Regions from separate parts of the Mus musculus genome. Here all the other regions are linked to region 1. The links are chromatin contacts, called in public HiChIP or PLAC-seq maps. All regions are on one chromosome and are shown on one strand. The core of a region is the stretch at or near the end of the contact, and the rest is flanking DNA. Distances in the headings are between cores, read along the strand shown. Region 1 has its middle 34 kb from the start of 2210417A02Rik. Region 2 has its middle 65 kb from the start of Slc7a1. Region 3 overlaps Ubl3 (ubiquitin-like 3).

What was found. HiChIP or PLAC-seq counts read pairs in DNA pulled down with a chosen protein or histone mark.
Region 2: an HNF4G HiChIP or PLAC-seq map of pancreatic cancer cells shows a contact between it and region 1. The contact joins two enhancer-like sites. A contact is called at or near these places in 4 of 484 Hi-C or Micro-C datasets (the G1E-ER4 cell line, the N1E-115 cell line, embryonic fibroblasts and 1 more) and 2 of 115 datasets of contacts at active chromatin or transcription factors (embryonic stem cells and pancreatic cancer cells).
Region 3: an H3K27ac HiChIP or PLAC-seq map of microglia shows a contact between it and region 1, with 3 times the contacts expected there. The contact joins two enhancer-like sites. A contact is called at or near these places in 3 of 484 Hi-C or Micro-C datasets (the N1E-115 cell line, bone marrow-derived macrophages and nephron progenitors) and 9 of 115 datasets of contacts at active chromatin or transcription factors (Th17 cells, cardiomyocytes, embryonic stem cells and 5 more).

The regions. Positions count from the first base shown.
Region 1 is chr5:148,706,739-148,709,829 of GRCm38.p6, reverse strand. No RefSeq gene overlaps it. Among named protein-coding and RNA genes, the nearest start is that of 2210417A02Rik, 34 kb to the left of the region's middle. Within about 2 kb of position 1,554, at least 163 of the 459 cell types and tissues checked have an H3K27ac peak or open chromatin away from gene starts, as enhancers often do. A contact at or near this core is called in bone marrow-derived macrophages, microglia and pancreatic cancer cells, where this site is marked.
Region 2 is chr5:148,462,878-148,465,968 of GRCm38.p6, reverse strand. No RefSeq gene overlaps it. Among named protein-coding and RNA genes, the nearest start is that of Slc7a1, 65 kb to the right of the region's middle. Within about 2 kb of position 1,403, at least 23 of the 459 cell types and tissues checked have an H3K27ac peak or open chromatin away from gene starts, as enhancers often do. A contact at or near this core is called in pancreatic cancer cells, where this site is marked.
Region 3 is chr5:148,507,756-148,510,846 of GRCm38.p6, reverse strand. It overlaps Ubl3 (ubiquitin-like 3), which reads left to right. Exons shown (of 5, transcript NM_011908.2): 3 at 1,492-1,578. Among named protein-coding and RNA genes, the nearest start is that of Ubl3, 43 kb to the left of the region's middle. Within about 2 kb of position 1,441, at least 116 of the 459 cell types and tissues checked have an H3K27ac peak or open chromatin away from gene starts, as enhancers often do. A contact at or near this core is called in bone marrow-derived macrophages and microglia, where this site is marked.

The DNA of each region.
Region 1 (3,091 bases), core at 305-2,804:
TGAGATTGGAAGAGGCCTGGGAGACGCCATGCATGCTGGCCAGGTGTCTCTCCTAATGAGACCAAAACTCAAAGGCTCAGAGAAGTCACCCCAATACTTACTCTCTATCTCTGGAGTTGGAGATGAATCATCTGTCCTTCCATTTTTAAAATAACTGTGTGAGTAATAGTGCTAATATTTTCCATTTTAAGAGAAACCCAGAAAGTGAAAGGAGATTGTTTTCCTTAAGCAATGCAGATGCCAATGTAATAAAACCCTTCGAGTACTTGTGTGTGCGTACAGCAGGTAAAGCATGTCACAGTGGGTTCACCCTGGTCACATGGAAGGACACCGGACTTTCTGACCAGGGTCATCTAAGTATCTGGGAGAAAGACAGGGGTTTAACCTTCCCTAAACTACTGAATGCCACTGTAATAATTGGTTGCCAGGGCACTGGAAACCTTCGGGATGGGTGGCTCCACGGAGCCTGCATCTGCTGGCTGCCCTTCTGTCGGATGCAGGAGGCGGACGTGGGGGAACCAGCTCTCTGTGGCTGCAGATCTGCACCCTGCCTTTCCTCCCCAGCTGCCAGTTTGAAGGGCATGTGGGCTGTGTGATCCCTTTGTTCCTTTGAAAGAGAAGAGAAATGTGCTCGGTGTAAAAATAGGGTTTAAAAGGCTTTAAAAACCAATCATGCCACATCAGGACGGGTGACAGAGGAGAGTGCTTCCTGTGGTGGCACCTGCAGAGACCCCTCCCCCACCCCAGGTATCTCTGCCCCGCCCTGCTTCTCCTCTGCACCTCGGATTGGGTGCTCCTGGGATTCCATCTACTGGAGCCACTTGCTTTTAGGGTTTAAAGAGAGTCAATTCACTCACTGGGGGCAGGAGACAAAGCTGGGCTTGGGGCTGGGGCTTCTCAGTCCTCTCTCTGGTCCCCTTATTTTTACTTAAGAGCGGCAGGCTTTTCCATTAAAGTTCCCAGATCTTCCTCCACAAGCCCTTTCTATATTTTTAGCACCACAGTCCCTCTTATCTGGATGTGGTAACCCCTTAAAGTCTTTGAGGGCCATCCAAAAAACATCCAGGGTATCTTGTTAAAGGACGAAGCGTCAAGAGCGACGTGCCTTTTACATACTGGACCTCACATCACCTTTTGCTAGTTTTAAGGACTTTATTTACTCTTTAAGGGCAAGAATCGGGCCCTAGGTCAGCTAAAGATGCACTCCATTAAAGATGCACAATTAATTCCGTGGCACTCTGTAGGGATCTCTGCACACGACCCTCCAGCATGGCTCCTTCCTTGCTGTGACAGCCTCAGTCAGGGGCTGAGGCTTGTAGCTCAGTCTGTAATCAGTTGTTCTTCACTGCTGGCCTTGAGGGGAAAAAAAGTCATTTGCTGTGCCCCGAAGGGAGTCTTTAGTGTAATTCCACATTCCTGGCTGGTACCCAGGGCCCCACACTAGCTGTCAGTCCCACCTAGCTCCCTCCTCACCATCCCCGTGTTACACCAGGGCCCCACTCAGGGCTTTGGCATCAGACCTTCATCCGAGCTTTCAATCTCAGCTCTGCCAGTGACTCTGGGTAAGCAATTAATGAGTCACTTTCCTCTGGAAAGTGGAGTTAGTGGCACTTCCTTTATTTGTACAGAGAAGGCTTTTGAGCATATGTGAGACTGTTCGGTGACTTGGAACAAGAGCTCTTCCCTTCTGAGCTCTCCTCTGTGATTTGTCAGAAAAATTACCATAACCAGCCCACAGTGCTGGGTGAGTGGTCTGACAGCTGTCTCCCTGGTGCAGCCCTCTGAGTAGCGCTAGTGAGGACCCTATGCTGACTGCAAAGATAGCCCACCCCCCACCCTACCCCCATAGCCCCCCTTTCCAGACACCCACCTCCATTACTCCCATCAGTCCCTGGGACTCCTGGGATGGCAGGGAGGCTAGGAACCACCCCACCCCACCCCACCCCCTTTGCCAGATCCTCTACCTTAAGAAAACATTACTGGGGTCCAGAGAGATGGCTCAGCAGTTAAGAGCACTCACTGCTCTCACAGAGGGTCTGAGTTCAGTTCCCAGTACTTGTATTAGATAACTCACAACCAACCATCTGTGATCCCCCCTACAAGGGATCCAACACCCTCTCCTGGCCTCTGTGGTCATACGTGTGTGAGCGTGCACACACACACTTTAAAATTTTTTACTTCACAAGAGATAAAAGCTGTCCACACACTTCAACTTTTCCTAGAGATCCGCTGAGCTCAGCTAAACCTCGCAGTTCTTAGGAAGTGGTGGAGCCAGTTCCACACAGGGACCCCAGCCAGCCAGCTTCCATCTACTCTATCTGTGCTCTTGACAGAGTGGCTCTGCCTTTGAGGATCCAGCTTCCTTATACAGAGATCCTAAATCGGGGTATTGACGCTCGCTCGTTTCTCTTGCCCACACATAGCATCAGCTTTAATGGCGTGTTTTCCGAAGACGCTGCGAGAAAGCCAGGGGCAGCTCCTGCTGTTGCCCTGCTGCCACCAGAACATCATCATGGTACACAGATGCTCTGAGGGTCTTGTCAGAAGAAGCCTGTATCCTAGGAATAATTAAATTTTGCTGCAGAGGAATGAACGGGTTGTGTGTCCTTCATTCCGCTATTCGGTCATTGACACTAAGATTCGCCCTGTGCCTTGCAACGGGATTGTGGAGGAGACAGGAGCCCACAGGCTGATAATGCACATGGGATCCAGAAGAAGCAGACGGAAAGACTCTGTGTTCAGGGGGTGTCGGGGAAGCAGGACACGTTTACAAGAATGCCGTTCTCTTTCACCTCGGCCTTCTTGCTGTCTGGGTTTATGTTTAGTCTCCACAGCAGCCTGACTGTCTAGGGCAGACTCACAGCATATCTGATGTTTCCGTCAACAGCTGATGATCCGTGTGATCTCCATCCTATAAGGTTTAAGGGATTCTGGGAAATTCCTGGTGTGATGCCACAGACATCATAAGGTCACAAGACGGTGTGTGTTAATGGGTTGCTGGCATCCACCCGCCGGCTACACTGCCAGATGTATCTGAGCCTAGGACATATAATTATGTCCAGTACACAATATTGACAGCGCTGGTAAATAG
Region 2 (3,091 bases), core at 154-2,653, 240 kb after region 1:
TTAGTGGCTCCAAGATCAGCTTGTTGGATAATGTTGGAGTCTCTATTCTCTAGGCTTAATGTCTTCCCAGATCCTCCTGGCAGATCATCCTGAAACTTCCAAAATCTGTTCCAGCACAGCTTGGAACCCTTGCCAGTTTCTGCCTTTGTATCCATCTTGGTGGCTCCGGAGCCTGCTTGGCTTGTGCCTCTGTCTGCATGTCTATGTCCCACTGAAGACCTCTGGGGACAGAAAATGGTACAATTGCACCTTTCTCCACGATCCTGGCTTTGCTGATACCCCTACCAAACCCTTTCCATGGAGACTCTATCACCAAGGCCTTAGTGAATAAGCCCCTGCTCTCTGTGGCTCCAACATCACCAACACACTGGACCAGCCAAGTGTCATTGACCTCTGACTCTCTCCACTTCCTTTTTTTTTTTTTTTTTTTTTTTTTTTTCGAGACAGGGTTTCTCTTTATAGCCCTGGCTGTCCTGGAACTCACTTTGTAGACCAGGCTGGCCTCGAACTCAGAAATCCGCCTGCCTCTGCCTCCCGAGTGCTGCGATTAAAGGCGTGCGCCACCACGCCTGGCTATCCACTTCCTTTTTAGGTAAACAACATTTCATGGTTCCCTCCAAGATACACAGTTCTGGGCCCAGTGCCTAAGTGGTTTTGTGTGGTGGACGGATGAGGTCCTGAGTGAGAGAATATTGACTGGAGCCCAGCCATGTCAAGGACTCCAGTGCCTCAGACCCCTGGGGGTGACTAGGTCTTCTCCTGGTCCAGTACAGATGTGGACAGCATGCACCATACACATCAACCGCAGCTTCTTTCTCCAGAATGACTGCAGCCTGAGGCTGCTCCCTACAGAGACCTCCTACAGAGATTAGCTAACCTGCTCCTCAGGATATATAAGGAACATACTGGGTTTCCTGGCCATTGGTACAGCTCTGTTAGTGCCCAGCACCCACCCGATCTCAGTGTGGCTTCGTTCCCTGTCACCCCTATAAGGGCGATCCGAAAGCCTTGCATGTTGTAGCAGTCCTGGGCAGGTTCTTCACTCTCCAGTGGTCTGTACTCTCTCCTTAGAGAACTAGGGAAGACAACACTGGTTTATATGAGAAACATGTTGTATACCCTCAGCATGTGCCAATCACTGCCACCCACCTCTTCCCAGGCCAAAGGAGCGGTTGTCATAGAGGTGTGTGCTGGGTGGCTCCCATGGCGCTGACAATCTGGCCAGCACATGCACCACACAGCAGTGTTTACTTTCCAGTGTCAGCCTGGGAGTTCGCGTGTGTAAGATTTATTTGTGTTCCTTTATACTGTAGCTCTGACATTTGGGTCTTGGGGTATTATTAGCAAAGAACACGATTTCCTCATTCCATCTGAATCATGAAGGAAGCATTTCTCTGGGTCTGTCCCTACTAGGCTCTGCTGATCCCGTAGATTTGACTAGTCACGGAAATAAAACTATCTACCCAACATCAGCCCAGGACGAGAAATCTTTTTCAGAGAGCATTTTTTTTTTCTCAGTGGAAAATTTCAGAGGAATCCGTCTGTGCTGCAGGGTGCTCACACCATCTCCCCCCACTGAGGTCACACCTCCCCATGCCCAGGCACGGTCCCCCTGTGGTTTAGGCCCCACTCTGTGCAATTACAATGCTTATCTTTATGGTCCGAGCATGTGTTGTATTCATGCTCTGGGCCCATGATTCCCAACTCTCCTGCAAGCCCATTCAGGACCAAACTTTCATCCTTTTTGCATCCCTAGAATTTAGTATCTGGAACTATTTGTGACTGAGTTTCTATGTGGAGACAGGCACAGCGTATTTACTCAGCGTATGACCCAGCTGCTGGCTTGTCATGTGACTTCTAGGAAACCATGCAAGCTTATTCTGCCAACTCTAGGATGAGGTGAGTAAGCTTCGCCTCCCAAAGAAAGCCATTGCACGGTAGATGTAGATGTGAGCCCTCTGAGATGTACAAACTCACTGATGAATTCTTTCCAAACTGAGCAGTCTGCATGCATTCACACTATAGGAATAGCCTGAATGCAAAACAAGCCAGAAATAGCCCGAATGGGAAGCTGGTTAAATAAGCTGTGCTGTATCTATACAGCAAAGAGGGGGAACGAACTATGGATATCCATACAACATGGGTGGAAATCCAACTGCTGAGTAAAAAACTGTTCTTGAAAGATAGCACTGAGACAATGTGGATGCAGGAAAGGTAACACTAGCGAGGAGTTTCTGGGGATTCCTGAAAAGGTGGGATGCTAAAAGACAGTGGGAGGGATCCTGGATGCCGGGATACTAACTGTACAATGAATGATAATATCTGGTTGTGGATGGCAATATATGGGTTATCGATAGCAATATCCCAGGCATTGTGACATTGATCCCTCGGTATTATTTCTTGCAGATGGAGAAATTGTTTTTTTAAGCTTTTTTTAAAAATAGGTTTATTTATTATTATGTCTAAGTACACTGTATCTGTCTTCAGATGTACCAGAAGAGGGCATCAGATCTCATTACGGATGGTTGTGAGCCACCATGTGGTTGCTGGGATTTGAACTCAGGTCCTTTGGAAGAACAGTCAGTGCTCTTAACTGCTGAGCCATCTCTCCAGCCCCAGATTGCAAATTTGTACAAGTCTCAGAACTGAAACTTTAATTCAAAGACACACAGAGGAGTTATCTGGTCAGAGCAGAAGTTATAAATCACCAATTTAAGCTTACTGATTCCCCGATCATACCAGCTCATCGATCTGCTTTAGTTTAGTTGCTTTTATATGTCACAGTTCTCATCTATGACTGAATTGGACACTGGGAATCTCAAGACCACAAAATGGGAGGTCAAAGAACTGAGGTTTGGATTCCTGAAGCACAATCTACTCCAGTGTGACAGTCAGGATTTGGATGGAGACTCCTCTGGACATGATACACTACTAAGTATCAAGAGCATACAAGTCCAGGGTTCCTTTGGGGGCAAGGGAAATGTTCTGGAATTAGATATTGGTTATTGTTGAAAAGGATCTGTGGCTATTCAGCCATCCCTCCACATCCACAGATTCAACCAACCACTGCGCAAACATTTGTATCGATCAT
Region 3 (3,091 bases), core at 192-2,691, 200 kb after region 1:
GCAGGTGAAGAGGCTCCCGCCTGTTCTGGAAATTGATCACATCAGCTAGATGTTACTCGCTTTGAAAAGTCCTTCTTTAAGTCCCTCTTTCCTGAGTTTGCCAGATCTACTCAGCATATACTAGAGTGCATAAAAGGGCTCCTTTTATACAAAGTACTTAAATTAATATTCTAGGTCTAAACCACTATAATATCTTGCACTAAAAGCCAGTAAATGTATTTGTTGGATCTTGTAAGAAAAAAATAGTAAATTCTGGAGCAGTAGAAGAAAAGTCTTTGGGTGCCCTGCCCTGAGGAAGGAGCAGGCTGGCAGGTGGACTCCTTGGCTGTCTGGTCTGCTAATCACATCAGTGACACCAGAGTCCTCCTAAGCCGTGTTCTGTACATGTCCCTCTGGGGCCTAGAGAGGAGAAGGGCACATCTCATGAGGCCGTGAAAGATAATGGAAAGGCATGGCTTCACTATGCTTTATCAGGCCTTAAATCCCCCTTAGAGTCCTAACCTCTCTTCTATATGGATTAAAGTTACTGTCACTTGTGTTTATAGCAAAGGAATGTTTGGCCAGACATATTCTATAAATTATATAAATGATGGTTTTAAGGGCAGTGCATGCAAAGTAATTTTTGCTGAAGCAGAGTAGCTCCCCTGATCTTTATCTAGGAAAGAGTACAGTAAGACTCCCCGGGAAGGGACAGGCCTGGGGAGTTCCTCTCTCACTTGAGTTCCTGAGACCGGATAAATCAGGTGCATGCACATACATTGTTTTGAACACTCAACGAAACAGAACCAACCAAGGACAGGCTTTCTTCTCTTCTCTTCCATCACTCAGTCTTCTGGACTACTTTGTCTGTCGTCTCCTACTGAGAGTAGGAGCTACTAGAATGGTGAGCAGGAAGTCTTCAGATCACACTGAACCCAGAGCTTCCGTTGTTGCAGCAAGAAGCTGATGGGAGCTACCAAGGAAAGCGCCCTCTGTCCAAACAGCAGTCTCTGTTCTCAGACGGGGCTTCTGCAGGAGCTGCTGTGCTGCCCATACTCCAGCTGGTAGCCGTGTGCCTCAAATGCCATGAAATGTTTGCCAGTTGGCCTCTGAAAAACAGCACAGCAATGTAGCCCAGGCACCTAAGGAAGTCTTTGAGGAACTTGTTGCTACCCTTGAGCACACATTTGAACAGTACAAGCACTGGAACATTATAGTGTCCATTAATTACTGATAATGGAAATTGATTTTCAAATGGTAGATTCCCTTTACCAAGGCTAGACTTCTGGCTCGGTGTTTTCCTTAACTTCAGCCTGCAGCTTGGCACTCTCTGATCTCTTGAGGGACAAACAGTCTTCTGCAGCTCTTTGTTGCTACTTGAGGAAGGTGGAAGGAGCCAGGGCTGCAGTGCTTGGGTGGGGACTCTGGGCCACACCCTTCCTGGTAGCCTCTACAGAGTGTACAGAAGTGCTGTTGTGTGGGCCCGAGCCTAACCAGTTCTCCTTTTTTCAGACTGGGAAGAAGAGCAGGTCAGCAGCCCAAACATTCTTCGACTCATTTATCAAGGCAGATTTCTACATGGAAACGTCACCCTAGGAGGTAATTAATGTCCTTTGCCAGCATTATTCCTCTGTTTATTTTAAATGACAGTGGTTTCTAAAAAAAGGTGACTTGAGACCCTGAGGTCCCCAGCTCTGGGTGTGCTTCTCCCTGGAGACGGCTCCGCCTGCCAGGTTACAGATGGGTTCCCTGCGCTGCTGGGTGGTATGGTGGGTGTGCTACTTTTACATCAAAATCCATCCCACAGACTTGGCACGTTTATGACTGCAGGTTTTCATTTGTAAAAAGAGGGCTTTTTCAGTGGACTCAGTAAGTGCTCATTGTGTGGGGACCAAGTAAATACTGCTGTGGACACGCCATCGTGCTTCAGTCTGGTCGTCTAATGGTGAGGTCTGCAGTCTGTTCTTCCCTGGGTAGGTAGGTCGGTTACTGTGTAGTCACTGAGCAGTTCATGTGTCAGCACCAATAAACTTGAGTAGGCGGATTGAATGTGACCAGATCCTCCTTCAGGTTGCTCTGGGCTTGCATGGGACAACAGAGTCCACTATGGAAAGACTTGTGGGTTAGAGCTGGTGACCTCAGTGACCAGCAGTGTGGTCCTAGTGGGCTGCTGCAGAGCCTGGGCTCACATGGAGCTGGTTTGTTTCAGTGTTATGTTTGCTCTGAAAACTGCTGTAGTTTGTAGAAATACAAGAAATAATTGCCACTTAAAGGTAGAATTTGTTTGTAGTTTTGCCTAATTAGACCAACCCTCTGTCACTGTGAGGAGAGTTGACTGTTAGCCCCTGGCTGGTTTGTGCATATATTAATCATGGGGCCATTTTTTTTAATGGTTCAAACAAGATCTTGAATTAAAATTAATAAAGAAAAGAAGAAACCAAGCTAATAAGTGTTGGCTGGGTTTCCTCTCTTGACTCTGAGAGTGAGTCTGCTGCCCCTTGGAACACCGGTCTGTTGAGCAATTCCCACCAGCCCCTCGGTTTCAGTGTCAGGTTAAAGGTCACAGAATCTTTGTTAAGATCAAGATGCTTCATTCTCATTAAAATTTTAGAATAATCAGTAAAATGACTCATCTCTAGACAATTGTGTAGCTGCCAGTCTCTTTTGGAAGTAAATTAAAGGACTTCCAGCTCTCATGACTCAGACAGGTAGTGTGGGGGCCAGTGGCCCTTGCTTGGCCAGTGCTGCTGGATGCTAGGTTAGGCTACCCTGCTAACATTCCGCTGTCTGCCTTCTGGACTGCAGGTTTCCTTTTTGGTTAGGAGTGTTTCGGAGGCAGCATACAGCAATGGCAGCTGCCTTCCAGTATGTGCATGGTGGCTGTGGAAGAGCTATGGGCTCGCTCAGTAGCCTATCAAGTAGATTTACGGCCTGCAGCTACAAATAAAGGCAGACAGTGGGTTTTGTTTTGTTGTTTTGTTTTGTTGTTGTTGTTTGTTTTGTTTTTAATAGAATAAAAATATTTGACAACAATATTTTAATATTTCTATTTTATTACTACGAGGAACAAGGCCCAGGTATGGAGGACAGAGGGCAGCTTTGTAGTCAGTTC